Regions from separate parts of the Mus musculus genome. Here all the other regions are linked to region 2. The links are chromatin contacts, called in public Hi-C maps. All regions are on one chromosome and are shown on one strand. The core of a region is the stretch at or near the end of the contact, and the rest is flanking DNA. Distances in the headings are between cores, read along the strand shown.

Region 1 (3,615 bases), core at 976-3,475, 550 kb after region 2:
CAAGGGAGTTGTTGACCTGCCTCTGGTGGTTTGAATATGCTTGGCCCAGGGAGTGGCACTCCTCATTGGAGTAGGTGTGGTCATGTGGAGGAAGTGTGTCACTGATGGGTGTGGGCTTTGAGACCCCCCTCCTAGCTGCCTGGAAGTTACTCTTCTCCTGTTTGCCTTTGGAACAAGATGTAAAACTCTCAGTGCTTCTAGTACTATATCTGCCTTGATGCTACCATGTTTCTTGCCATGATGATAATGGACTGAACTTCTGAACCTGTAAACCAGACCCAATTAAATGTTCTCTGTTACAAGCGTTGCCTTGGTCATGTTGTCTCTTCACAGCAAAGGAAATCCTAACTAAGACACCACCTATGATCTGTTTTTATATTCTCTTCACTGTCCTAAAAGTGCATGTCAAAGGGGGTGGCATTGGAAGATGGACTTTCTGGAGGCGATTGAGTCATGAAAATGGTGTCCTTTGGCAGGTCAGCACCCATATGAGAGAGCTATCTGACTTCTGCTAACATAGGAGAACACTGAGAAGGTACGGTCACAGAGTCAGAAACAGGTCCTTACCAGGTACTGACCTAACTTTCTAGTCTTCTGAGAAGCTGATTCCATTGTTTATCGGTCTCCCAGGCTATGTTGCCACATTATAACCGCTCAATTGGACTGAAATAGATTTCTTTTAAACTATATGGACTCCATTAGCACGCTGCAGACTTTTACATTGATATATTTTAAGTCCAGACTATTCATTCAACTTTAGATTCATAATTCAACTATTTAATGACCCTTTTACTCAGGCTTATAAAACTTTACCTGTCCAAAACTTATCCCTCCGTTATGTTCCTCCTAATATTCTCTACTTAAAAAAAAAAAAGTAAGAAAGAAAGAAAGAAAGAAAGAAAGAAAGAAAGAAAGAAAGAAAGAAAGAAAGAAAGAAAAAGAAGAAAAGGAATTTCAGTCAGGCATGGTGACACATACCTTTCATTCCACACCCAGGAAGCAGAGGCAGGCAGATTTCTGAGAATTCCAGGCTAGTTTGATATACATAGCAAGTTGCAAGTCAGCCAGGGCTACATAAAGAGGCCTTGTCTCAAACACGCTGGAGTTTTGTCCAATTCTTCTTTTCCTTTTTGATGCCACATCCAATACAAAGTCTTTTTTATTTTAATAACTTTTTTTAAAAAGATGTGTTTATTTTATGTATGTGAATACACTGCAGCTGTCTTCACACACACCAGAAGAGGGCAGCAGATCCCATTAGAGATGGTTGTGAGCCACCATTTGGTTGCTGTGAATTGAACTCAGGACCTCTGGAAGGGCAGTCAGTGTCCTTAACCACCAAGCCATCTCTCTAGCCCTGATACATAGTCTTGTTTTGTATTTAATACTGATGCAGAATTCAACCACTTAGCATGTTCATGACTACCATGCTGGGCCAATCTTCCAGGATTATTCAAATTTCTTTTGGTTGCTCATATTAAAGTTACATAAGCAACTGCTTCCCTGGCTACTCCCTTAACCGTGCCTATGTCATTGCCTCCAGTGAAACTTCATACTCCACTTGTTAGATTTTGCTCTTTAAGAAAAGAATAGTTCATGTTTTACTTAATTGCTTTGTTTATTCTGGGGTTTTTTTTGTTTGTTTGTTTGTTTGTTTGGTTAGTTGGTTGGTTTTTTTTTCTGGGTAGTATGCTCTGTTGGGACAGTCATTTAGTTAGGTTCACTTTCTTCTTCTCCTTTTTTTCTTGTCTGTCTGTTGAATCTCCCAGGAATCTTTGCTCACTGAGTGGTGATGGCCCCAAGATCGTGTTCCCTGAGATGATTATCTCTGAACATCCAGTTTCCTTATATTTCTTTCATCTACTTCTTCTAGATCTTTCTGCATTTTCAGCTGCTGAATCAAGACTTCAGCGAGAGGCCAGCAAGATTTTTAACTGTCATCTCAATAAGAAGCTCCGTCTTGGGGCCAGTCCCTAAGAGTGTGCTGTCTTAGACACACAGGAAGTCAGTCATCCTGTGCTGATGATTCGTCCCAAGATGACGTTCAGCTGCAGACTGGTGTGGGTAAGGAAAGCCTGTTAACGGGGAGACAAGTGTTCATCTCTTCATTTACTTGGATAGCTGTGATGAGAAGGAAGGCCGCTCAGCGCCATGCGCCATGTGCCACAGCCTGTCTGTCTCGGGATCTTTGCACAGCTGCATGTTTTCCTCTGGGTACTAGCTTACTGACTTCCGCTGCTGACTCATAATTTCTGTTTCCTGTTCAGTTTGCCACTGCTATGGCAAGTCTCGGGGCTTCCTTTTGAGTCAGTTCCCATCCTCTAAACTTCTGAATGGTTCAGCTTCTCTCAAAAATTTGGCCAGCATTGATTTCCCATGGGGCAAGCGTCCACAGGGAGATCTATCTAGTGCGCAACCCATTTTTACCTGGTGCGGTCAGAGCTTGTAGAATGTCTTGCAAAGCAAGACCTGTCCCAAAAGATGTGAGCGGGGCAGGTAGGTGGCGGTCGTCCTCTATTGTCATCTTAGGGCAAATTAGTCCCAGGTCACTTATTCTATGGTTTATTTAACTCACTGGGACATGAACACTGATTGAAAAACCCCATCTTTGTAGTTGCACACACCTTTAATTCCAACACTCAAGAGGCAAAGGCAAAAGGATTTGTGTGAGTTTGAGGCCAGGCTGGTTTACAAACAAGCTCAAGGACAGTCAGGACTACAGAGAGAGAGAGAGAGAGAGAGAGAGAGAGAGAGAGAGAGAGAGAGAGAGAGAGAGAGAGAGAGAGATGCTGTCACAACAAACTAACTACAATGTTAATTAAAATAAAACTGCCATCTTTGATTGCCTTATCCTAGTGCCAAGTGGTGAATGAGTGGACTTAGCACTTAAGTATAACTTTGTGTTCAGAAACCCAGGCGCAAAGCTTGTTCTAGTTTCCTTCAGGTTTCCTATGATGAACAGAAGCCAATGGCTTGAGCTGTGTCAATAATTTTCTTCTTTTCTTTTCTTTCTTTCTTTTTTTTTTCATTGTTATTCCAGTTCAGGACCACAATTTATAACATACCTTGCTCTGTGTATTATCATTTCAGGAAAGAAGATTTCTATCAAACTGCTTTATTTTGAATGTGGAGTTTGATTGGTTGGTTTGGTTTGGTTTGAAGATTGGACTTTACTTTAAGAAAATTCTAGGGGCTGGAGAGATAGCTCAATAGGTAAGAACACTGCCTGCTCTTCCAGGGGACTTGGGCTCATCCCCAGCCCTCACATGGCAACTTATAGCTAACTACAACTGCAGATCCAGGGGATCCAATGTCCTCTTCTAGCCTGTGTGGGCACCAGGCATACCTGTGGTTCCCAGACATTCATGTAGGCAAAACACATGAAAGCATAAAATAATATAAAGCTCTAATTTTTAACTCAAACCTATGCCAGTATTTTCCAGAGTCAGGTGATAGTATCTCAATGAGATGGCACAGAGAAACTTCTAGAATATCGTAATATGGATGGACCCTTGCTCACATCTGGGCTCAGGAAACAACGTGCCATGGTATGGGGGCTCTGAGGTCTGGTGCTGAGGTTGAACTGAAGGCTTTGAAAGGCCGTAGGAGCCATCG
Region 2 (3,692 bases), core at 448-2,947:
GGGTGGGGGGAGTGTATAGGGGACTTTGGGATAGCATTTGAAATGTAAATGAAGAAAATATCTAGTTTTAAAAAAAAGAATGAGATTAAGAGACTTAATACTATATATTCATGCCTAGATGTGTACATATATAAATATACCTATAAAATATAAATCTATGATATAAATGTCTCTTATAAGGAAAGTATACATATTTGTATCATTTAAGTATGAAATGTCCCCCCTAGTTTCCTATGTTGAGAGCCTGTTCCAAGCTGCTGGTTCTATTCTGGAAACTTCAGAAGTAGGACCTAGCAGAAGGAAATAGGAAGATGGAAATTAGGGTGTCTTTTATCTGTTATCATTCCCTCCTTCTTCATCCACTCTATGTCTTCTCCTCTCTTCTCTTCTCTACTTCCCAAAAACCATCAAGTGAGAGACTATTTCACCAAGCTCATAGCATTATAGTATCCCACCTCACAGTTCAAGGAATGAAGTCAGATAAAAACCAACTAAAATCTCTGAAACTGTGAGCCAAAATCAGTCACATCTTCATAACCTCCCAGATATCTGCCATAGTAGGAAAGTACAGACCAACAGTTTCATAAATGTACACGATGCTATCTGCTCCCAACAACATTAAGATTAAGTACAAGGCTTAGAAAAAAATTAATATAGTGAATTTAATGGACTGCAAGTGGCAACTTTTCACAGTAAGAAGACTGTCTGAAAAGGGCATATTGTGTTATCCAACACAATAGTAATATTGGTTCTTAGATTTAGTCTTCTCTCGAACACTCACAAGGCATCATTGGGCCATGTTCCAACTAGAAACATCCATAGACATACTTCAAGTGAAGATTACCTTCAGAATTAAGACTAATAAAAGCACAACAAAAACAGCCCCTCGGAACATTTAAGTAAACATGACTACAAAGAGCTTCAGTGCAAGGGCCACATATATGAGCCAGAAACTGTAAACCCTAGACTCCGTCTGTTCTTATTTTCTCAGTTACTTTTCTTTTCTCTAAGCTGTTTAGAAGTCTCGATTTTTAACACATACTCATTTTCTCTTCATGTTGACATTTATAATGCTCTCATCTTTGGTTTTCCTTTGGTGCTCTTCACCACTCCTTACAGTAAATCCAATGCCCCGAAACGATTGACTTATGATATGGCGAAAACTTCAATCAAAATGATTGTTTGGTTTTCACTTTCCTGCTTGTCACCTGGCTTCCTTTATAACAGTCACCAATAAATCTATCGGCTGCCTTAGTAATTAGGCTAATAGAATACACAAGGTTTTAGATGTAAACCAATGCATCAGACCCATGCAGAAGGAAATCTATAATCCACTATCATGTTAAACATAAAGCCAAAGACCTCCAGAGAGACAACATGCACAGTGCTTTCAAAGGAACAAGACTTCACAAAGTTAAGGATCATACTGTGCAAATGTGAAGCCTCAGTCATTTTCATCCCCGTTATGAAAGAGGCAGGCCCCTTAGTGTGTGTCCCAAGCTCTTTGGACACAGTTCTTAGTATCTGGATGGCACATACTCTATCACGTCTTATAAGAGCATGCTTAATTAAGTTGTCCACAACTATGCCATTTGAAAACCACAGAGTCATATTTTAGCTAAAATACAACACTGTGTGATTGTTCTGGTGTTAAAGCTGTAACATATATGTTTCTTCTATATTACCTGGAAATTGAGACAAGTACTTACCTTGCTATATGGCATTTATCCTCAGCGTAGTCTCTGATATCATCAAAGGTCTCTAGCCTGTCCATTTTCCATTTAAAATAAATTAACTCAGGAACAAAAATTAGGCAAGAATTAAGTTTAAAAAGTTCTGCCTCTTAGTTCCTGATTTCAAAAGGCTTCAAAAGCAAGAGGAAATGACATGTGCTGTGACTCAGAGATGAATTGGTGAACTAGACTCTATCACTAAAGTGGCCTTCATTTCTGTTGCTTATGTAATAAACTGCTCTAAATGACCTAAATTTATTCTCTTATGCTTCTTATTGTTACAATTGTGTTTTGCTGGGCTATTATCAGTGAGTCAGAGAGCTGTGAGCCTTTGGAAACTCTAGAGGACAATGCATTTCCTTCCCCTTTGCAGCCCTAAGAGACGCCTGCATTCATTGGCTGTTGGCTTCCTTTCATCTTCAAAGCCAAGATCTCATCATCCTGACCCCTATATTCATATTACAACTTCTTCCCTGACGCTGAGGCACCCGTCCTCCCTGATTCACATAGAAGACCCTGTGATTATAATGACCTATTTCCCAGAGATAATGTAAGAAAACTTCATTTTAACTGAGTGGCAACCTCAGTTCCCCCTTCCTATCTTAACACTGCACGTTCATATGGTCCAGGGAATAGAAAGAAGACATTGTTCCATTGAGTACAAAGTCCATGAGTATTAAAATTTGAACTAGCTGAATAAAGTCACTCTAAGTCCTAGACTCTTAACACAGAACATAGACTATCTGCAGTGTGTGTGTGTGTGTGTGTGTGTGTGTGTGTGTGTGTGTGTGTGCTCGCTGTTCTTCTTCTTGATCTTTCATTTTATTTTGCCTTTTTGCTGGTACTTGGGATTGATTCCAGGCTATCTCATATGCTAGAAAGCACTTCTCAACTGAATTAAAACCCACTTCTTCTTTAGAATTCTTTTTAATGTTTAAGATTGAGATAAGTTGCCTAGGCAGTTCTTAAACTCACTGTGGCTTTCATGGACCTTGAGCTTGTAGTCCTTCTGCCTCAGCCTCCCAGATAGCTTGGATTATAAATAATGATCACCAGGCAGAGCACTCTGTGTCTTATCTTAAAGAAGCAGCGCTCTGCTCCATTGACGGTTCAGGAAATCTTTCAGTTGTATCAATAATAAATGTTGGAAACAAATAAATTAGGCAAAAAAAAAAAAAAAACCCCAAAAAACCAAAAAGCCACATTGGCAAATATCCTTCACCTACTTCTACAGCTCCTTCAGGTTAGAAATAGAGTTTGGTATTTTGTTTCAGTTTGGGAAATCCTAGCTTACAAAAAGTGCTATAAACTCATGTTCTGAGTTGCATGCGGTAAATACGTGATCCTCAAAACCTTCAATACTACTACACAGTCAGACTCTGACAAATCATCCAAGATACAGTATTCAAAAAGAACAAGGCAGTTGGCAAGTACAGAGGCTGGTAGGAGACTATTTGAAACTATACTAAGCATTTGAACAGCTCTGGATTGATCAGTTCTTCCAGAAGATAACTGTATCTTCTAGGGTAATGAAGAGAATGGCCAACATAGAAACTGATAACTGAACACAACTTTGCCCGCAAGTTAAATACCTCTTCACCTACTGGGCCTACATTTCCACACCTGTGTTTAGAGTAAGCTGAAAACTGAAAATAGTCAGTTACTACAGGCAACTGTTCTCAGCACATAACACATGGTGTATGTGTGTGTGAATGCCCTCTGAGCCAGCGTTATTATGCTGTAAATGATTCCTTCTCCCACCTTAATTGAGAGGCCTACCTTCAATATATCTAGCCTGTGATCTAAAGACTACAGCTATTGCCCCTTGACTTCCCTCTTTATAGACGCTGTAGGTCTGTCAAGACAATATTTCCCCTTTCTGCTATAAATCTAAGAGTTGGAGTTCCACTTGAAAAATAAGTTTATCTAGTGATCATCTGAGGAGGCTGACAAGTATCG
Region 3 (4,108 bases), core at 1,232-3,731, 640 kb after region 2:
AGAACATTAAAACAAAGATGGAAATGAAAAAAAAAAAAGAAATACACCACACAAACTTAGCTCAGAAACAATAGTTACTCAATTGGTTTATTTATCCAAAAAATGAGAACCTTGGTGTTAAGGTTTGAAGAAATACCTTTATATCAAGCTTCCTTTGTAAAGCGGAGGGTTTGTGATGGCTAATCTTGCCTGTCATCTTGACTAAGTGGAGACACATCGAGTGGGTAAGTGAAGCACGCCTGGCTGAGACTGGGGCAGCCTTTTCAGGGAGAATTAACTAAAGCAGGAAGAAGCCCTAAACACCTGTGGCACTATTTTAGAGGTCAGAGGCCTGGAAGAAATAAGAAGTGAAAAGACAGAAGGCAAGGCAGCGAAGGCATTGTCTTTCTGCCTGATTCCTGGTCACCATGATATGAGTCCTTCTATCATCCTACCTGGCTGTGATGGACTGACACCTCTGAAACTATGGCTAAGCAAGTCTCCCTTCCTTTAACATCTCAGGTGTCTGTACACAGCAACCGTTGACTAATGTGTTTGCACTGGTGATCTTTGAGGAACTGGGTATTTCTGATAAAATCTTCAAGAACATGGAAATGGGTCAAGTTTCCTAGTCTCTTGAAGAGTGTTTCCCTCTAAGAGATAGAGGCAGGGCTTTGGCACATCTATCATAGGCCAGACAAGGAAAAGGAGACAAGAAATCCCAAACCTTTTAATTTTAAGACCCAGACAAGAGAAAAATGTAAGAATTTTCCAACATAGATCAAGGTTCTCCTACACATGAGGTTCTGTGCCAGCACTGTGGTGAGAGCAGAAACAAGACTAAAGGAAATATTTCAGGCCTTGCAAGGCCACTTGCCTTGCAAGCTTAGTACAAAAGGAAGGACTTGAAGACTAGCCAATCTTTAGAGTGTTCAGCAATGAAGCAACACAAAGATAAACTTTTTTTTTTTTGTATTTAACATAGAATTTTCTTTTTTTTTCCTTTTTTTTTCTTTTCCATTTTTTTATTAGGTATTTAGCTCATTTACATTTCCAATGCTATACCAAAAGTCCCCCATAGCCACCCACCCCCACTCCCCTACCCACCCTCTCCAACCTTTTTGGCCCTGGCAAGATTTTATCGAAAGGACCCAGATGTAGCTGTCTCTTGTGAGACTATGCCGGGGCCTAGCAAACACAGAAGTGGATGCTCACAGTCAGCTAATGGATGGATCACAGGGCTCCCAATGGAGGAGCTAGAGAAAGTACCCAAGGAGCTAAAGGGATCTGCAACCCTATAGGTGGAACAACATTATGAACTAACCAGTACCCCAGAGCTCTTGACTCTAGCTGCATATGTATCAAAAGACGGCCTAGTCGGCCATCACTGGAAAGAGAGGCCCATTGGACACGCAAACTTTATATGCCCCAGTACAGGAAAGATAAACTTTTAAAACACTTTTGTTACAAATGGAATCCCCAAATCTCCAAGTAGAGAGCACTCTCCTGAAAATGAATGCTCTCTAAGAGTACGTGACTATTTTTTGTGTGTGTATAAGTCTATGCATGAGTGTGTATCATATGTGCTGCTGCATATGTGTAGTTCTGTGCAAGTATGCATGTAGTTGTTCATGAATGTTTGTGGCCAGATGTGGCCCTATATATGCATAAAAATTAACATTTATATAAGTATGTATAGCTATACTTTTGTATACAGTGTGTCTGTGAGTGTGTGTGTGTGTGTGTGTGTGTGTGTGTGTGTGTGTGTGTCAGAGTATATGTGTGAGTGTGTATGTGTGTGTGTGGACATGAATATGTGTTGGGGAGGGGGACTGAAAGCTCACCTTTGAAGGTGTGATTTGGATCCTGTGGTTAATGGGTTGTTTTCAGAGGATCACATCTTGCTGCCCTTTGATTTGCTCAATAAATCCTCCTTGGCTTACAGCTTCACAAAGCTTACTGGGTTTGTTTGGTTTGGTTGCTTTTCTTTCTTGTGTTGTTGGCTATCTACCTTCTGAACAAACAGGCAGATGGGTGAGGCCACAAGTACGGTGGAGCTGTTTGTTACATCATTGCACATGCCACAAGCCCACAGTGACAACTACCACAGATGCACAGCTCTCGTCCCCAGGAAGGCACAGAGTATGTCTTGAGAAATTCTCTATGCCATTCCTCACAGAGACCTACAGCTGGAGCAAGGAGCAGGGGGCTTCTGGCAAGCAAGCTATCTTCATGTCTGTCTTCCTTGGGGAGAGAGAAGCTCAGCCTTGGTTACAGTCTCTTACCCTAGTGACAGTGTTAAAGTCCAAATTACAGTCTCTTCAATCTCTCTGCCTCACTACCCTGCAGTTATAACCAAACCCCTGAATAGTAACACTGAATAGTAACAATGTTTCCCTAAACTAAAAGCCAAAGAGAAATGGTTTTAATCCATTTATGCTTTAATCAGTGAGTCAGAAAGTGGCAAGCCAGAGTTTATTGCAAATCGTACCAGCAATCTGTCATCTTCGTGACTCATTCTTTCTGTGGGGAGATTTTTTGCTGTGATACAATTCATCTCCTAAAAATATCTAGTATTGACTGGCTGTACTTTCACAGCTGGATCTGGCTGCTTCTCTGACATTATTAAGGGACGGATATAAGAATCTTCTAACTCAATCAGGGAGTAATTTAAAGCAATGTCTCTAGCCCGCCATTCAAGGAATTGATTATCTTCTAGAGATATGGGGAGAAAATCTAAATAAACAATAAACAAAATGAAAATACAATAACAAAGATTGAGAAAACATCAGTGTCCAGAATGCACATAGAAATATTACCGAGTGTTAAACAAAGCAAACCAGTCAGAGGAAAGCGTGCAGACAGTGGATCCACGCACAGGAGATGTGTTGTCTGTAGACAGTGAAAGCGTTAGTAAAACAGACTACCAGGCTGACTGCTTATTTTTCTTTACTTCAATCCTAAATAACGCCAGTGGTAAAGCTGCCTTCTTAACAGAGACCATCATGTTTGCAGGTGCCCTCAATACCATTTGTAAGATCTCTGCCACATAGGACAAAGTGTAGAAGAAATATAAATGAGTAAAAGGCGCCAGATACTATCACTTTTGTTCATTAGGCTAAAGAAATTTCAAATGTTGATAACATCTAATATCATCGAGGATGATGGCAAATATTGGTAATGACATAGAGTGTTGGTGAGAGTTAGGTTTTCTCTCTATTGCTTGTCCAGTTGTAGTTTATTCAAGAAGTGGACAATTTGACCAAGTCTCTGGTATGCAAAATTGAAAATTACTTAGCACACAGTACACATATGGTATCTGCATCCCATCCTCAAAGGAAGTTTTTTGCCCAGGTTCCCTTCAGTGTGAATGGGACTGTCAATCATAGAGCCCCTCTGCTACTCTCAGTTCTGTCTCAGGGCTAAAATACTACAGCAGAACACCTGATAAGGTATTTCACTCAGAGACAGTGGCAGCTGCAGAATTCCCACAGAAGATGTTCTTAAAAACTCAACTCAAAAGGGTGGAGAGATGGTTCAGTGGTTAAGAGCACTTGCTGATCTTGCAGAGGATAAGGATGTGGGGGGATTGTAGTGGGGGGATGATAGTGGGAGCAGTAAAAGATCCACCTAGCATCTCAGGTTTCTCTTCCTCTTCTCCAGAGGAACTCTCCTTCATGAATGCTTTCTTTGCCTATATATGCATGTGTGTGGTAGTAGGTGTGTTTTATGTTTTGTAAAAGCATTTTGTGTCTGACCTCTTTTGCTAACACACACACACACACACACACACACACACACACACATATATATGTATGTATATATATATATATATATATATATATATATATATATATATATATATATAAAATAGTCACCTATATTTTGTCTTACAGGAGTAGTTTGTTCATTTTCATTGTCACATACAAATCTATGCCACAATTTATCCATTATTTATCCATTATTGATGTTTAAATTCATTACAACAACTATTTAAGCTGTTTCCAAAGAAAGGGAGTCAATGGGCTACAGAAGGTCTCTCTGCAACTACAATAGATGATAGCAGTTTCCCAAGGAAATTATGTCAATCTGTCCAGATATTAGTGTGCAAGAATGCCAGTTGCTTCCT

What was found. Hi-C and Micro-C count contacts between places; a contact is called where the count stands out from the background.
Region 1: a Hi-C map of bone marrow-derived macrophages shows a contact between it and region 2, with 14 read pairs. The contact joins two enhancer-like sites. A contact is called at or near these places in 2 of 484 Hi-C or Micro-C datasets (Sertoli cells and bone marrow-derived macrophages), 1 of 115 datasets of contacts at active chromatin or transcription factors (microglia) and 1 of 9 other capture datasets (embryonic stem cells).
Region 3: a Hi-C map of bone marrow-derived macrophages shows a contact between it and region 2, with 3 times the contacts expected there. The contact joins two enhancer-like sites. A contact is called at or near these places in 3 of 484 Hi-C or Micro-C datasets (bone marrow-derived macrophages and embryonic stem cells).

Annotation. Positions count from the first base shown.
Region 1 is chr10:17,770,431-17,774,045 of GRCm38.p6, forward strand. No RefSeq gene overlaps it. Among named protein-coding and RNA genes, the nearest start is that of Txlnb, 24 kb to the right of the region's middle. Within about 2 kb of position 2,226, at least 126 of the 459 cell types and tissues checked have an H3K27ac peak or open chromatin away from gene starts, as enhancers often do. A contact at or near this core is called in bone marrow-derived macrophages, where this site is marked.
Region 2 is chr10:17,219,679-17,223,370 of GRCm38.p6, forward strand. No RefSeq gene overlaps it. Among named protein-coding and RNA genes, the nearest start is that of Gm20125, 130 kb to the left of the region's middle. Within about 2 kb of position 1,698, at least 26 of the 459 cell types and tissues checked have an H3K27ac peak or open chromatin away from gene starts, as enhancers often do. A contact at or near this core is called in bone marrow-derived macrophages, where this site is marked.
Region 3 is chr10:17,858,805-17,862,912 of GRCm38.p6, forward strand. No RefSeq gene overlaps it. Among named protein-coding and RNA genes, the nearest start is that of Gm20655, 25 kb to the left of the region's middle. Within about 2 kb of position 2,482, at least 35 of the 459 cell types and tissues checked have an H3K27ac peak or open chromatin away from gene starts, as enhancers often do. A contact at or near this core is called in bone marrow-derived macrophages, where this site is marked.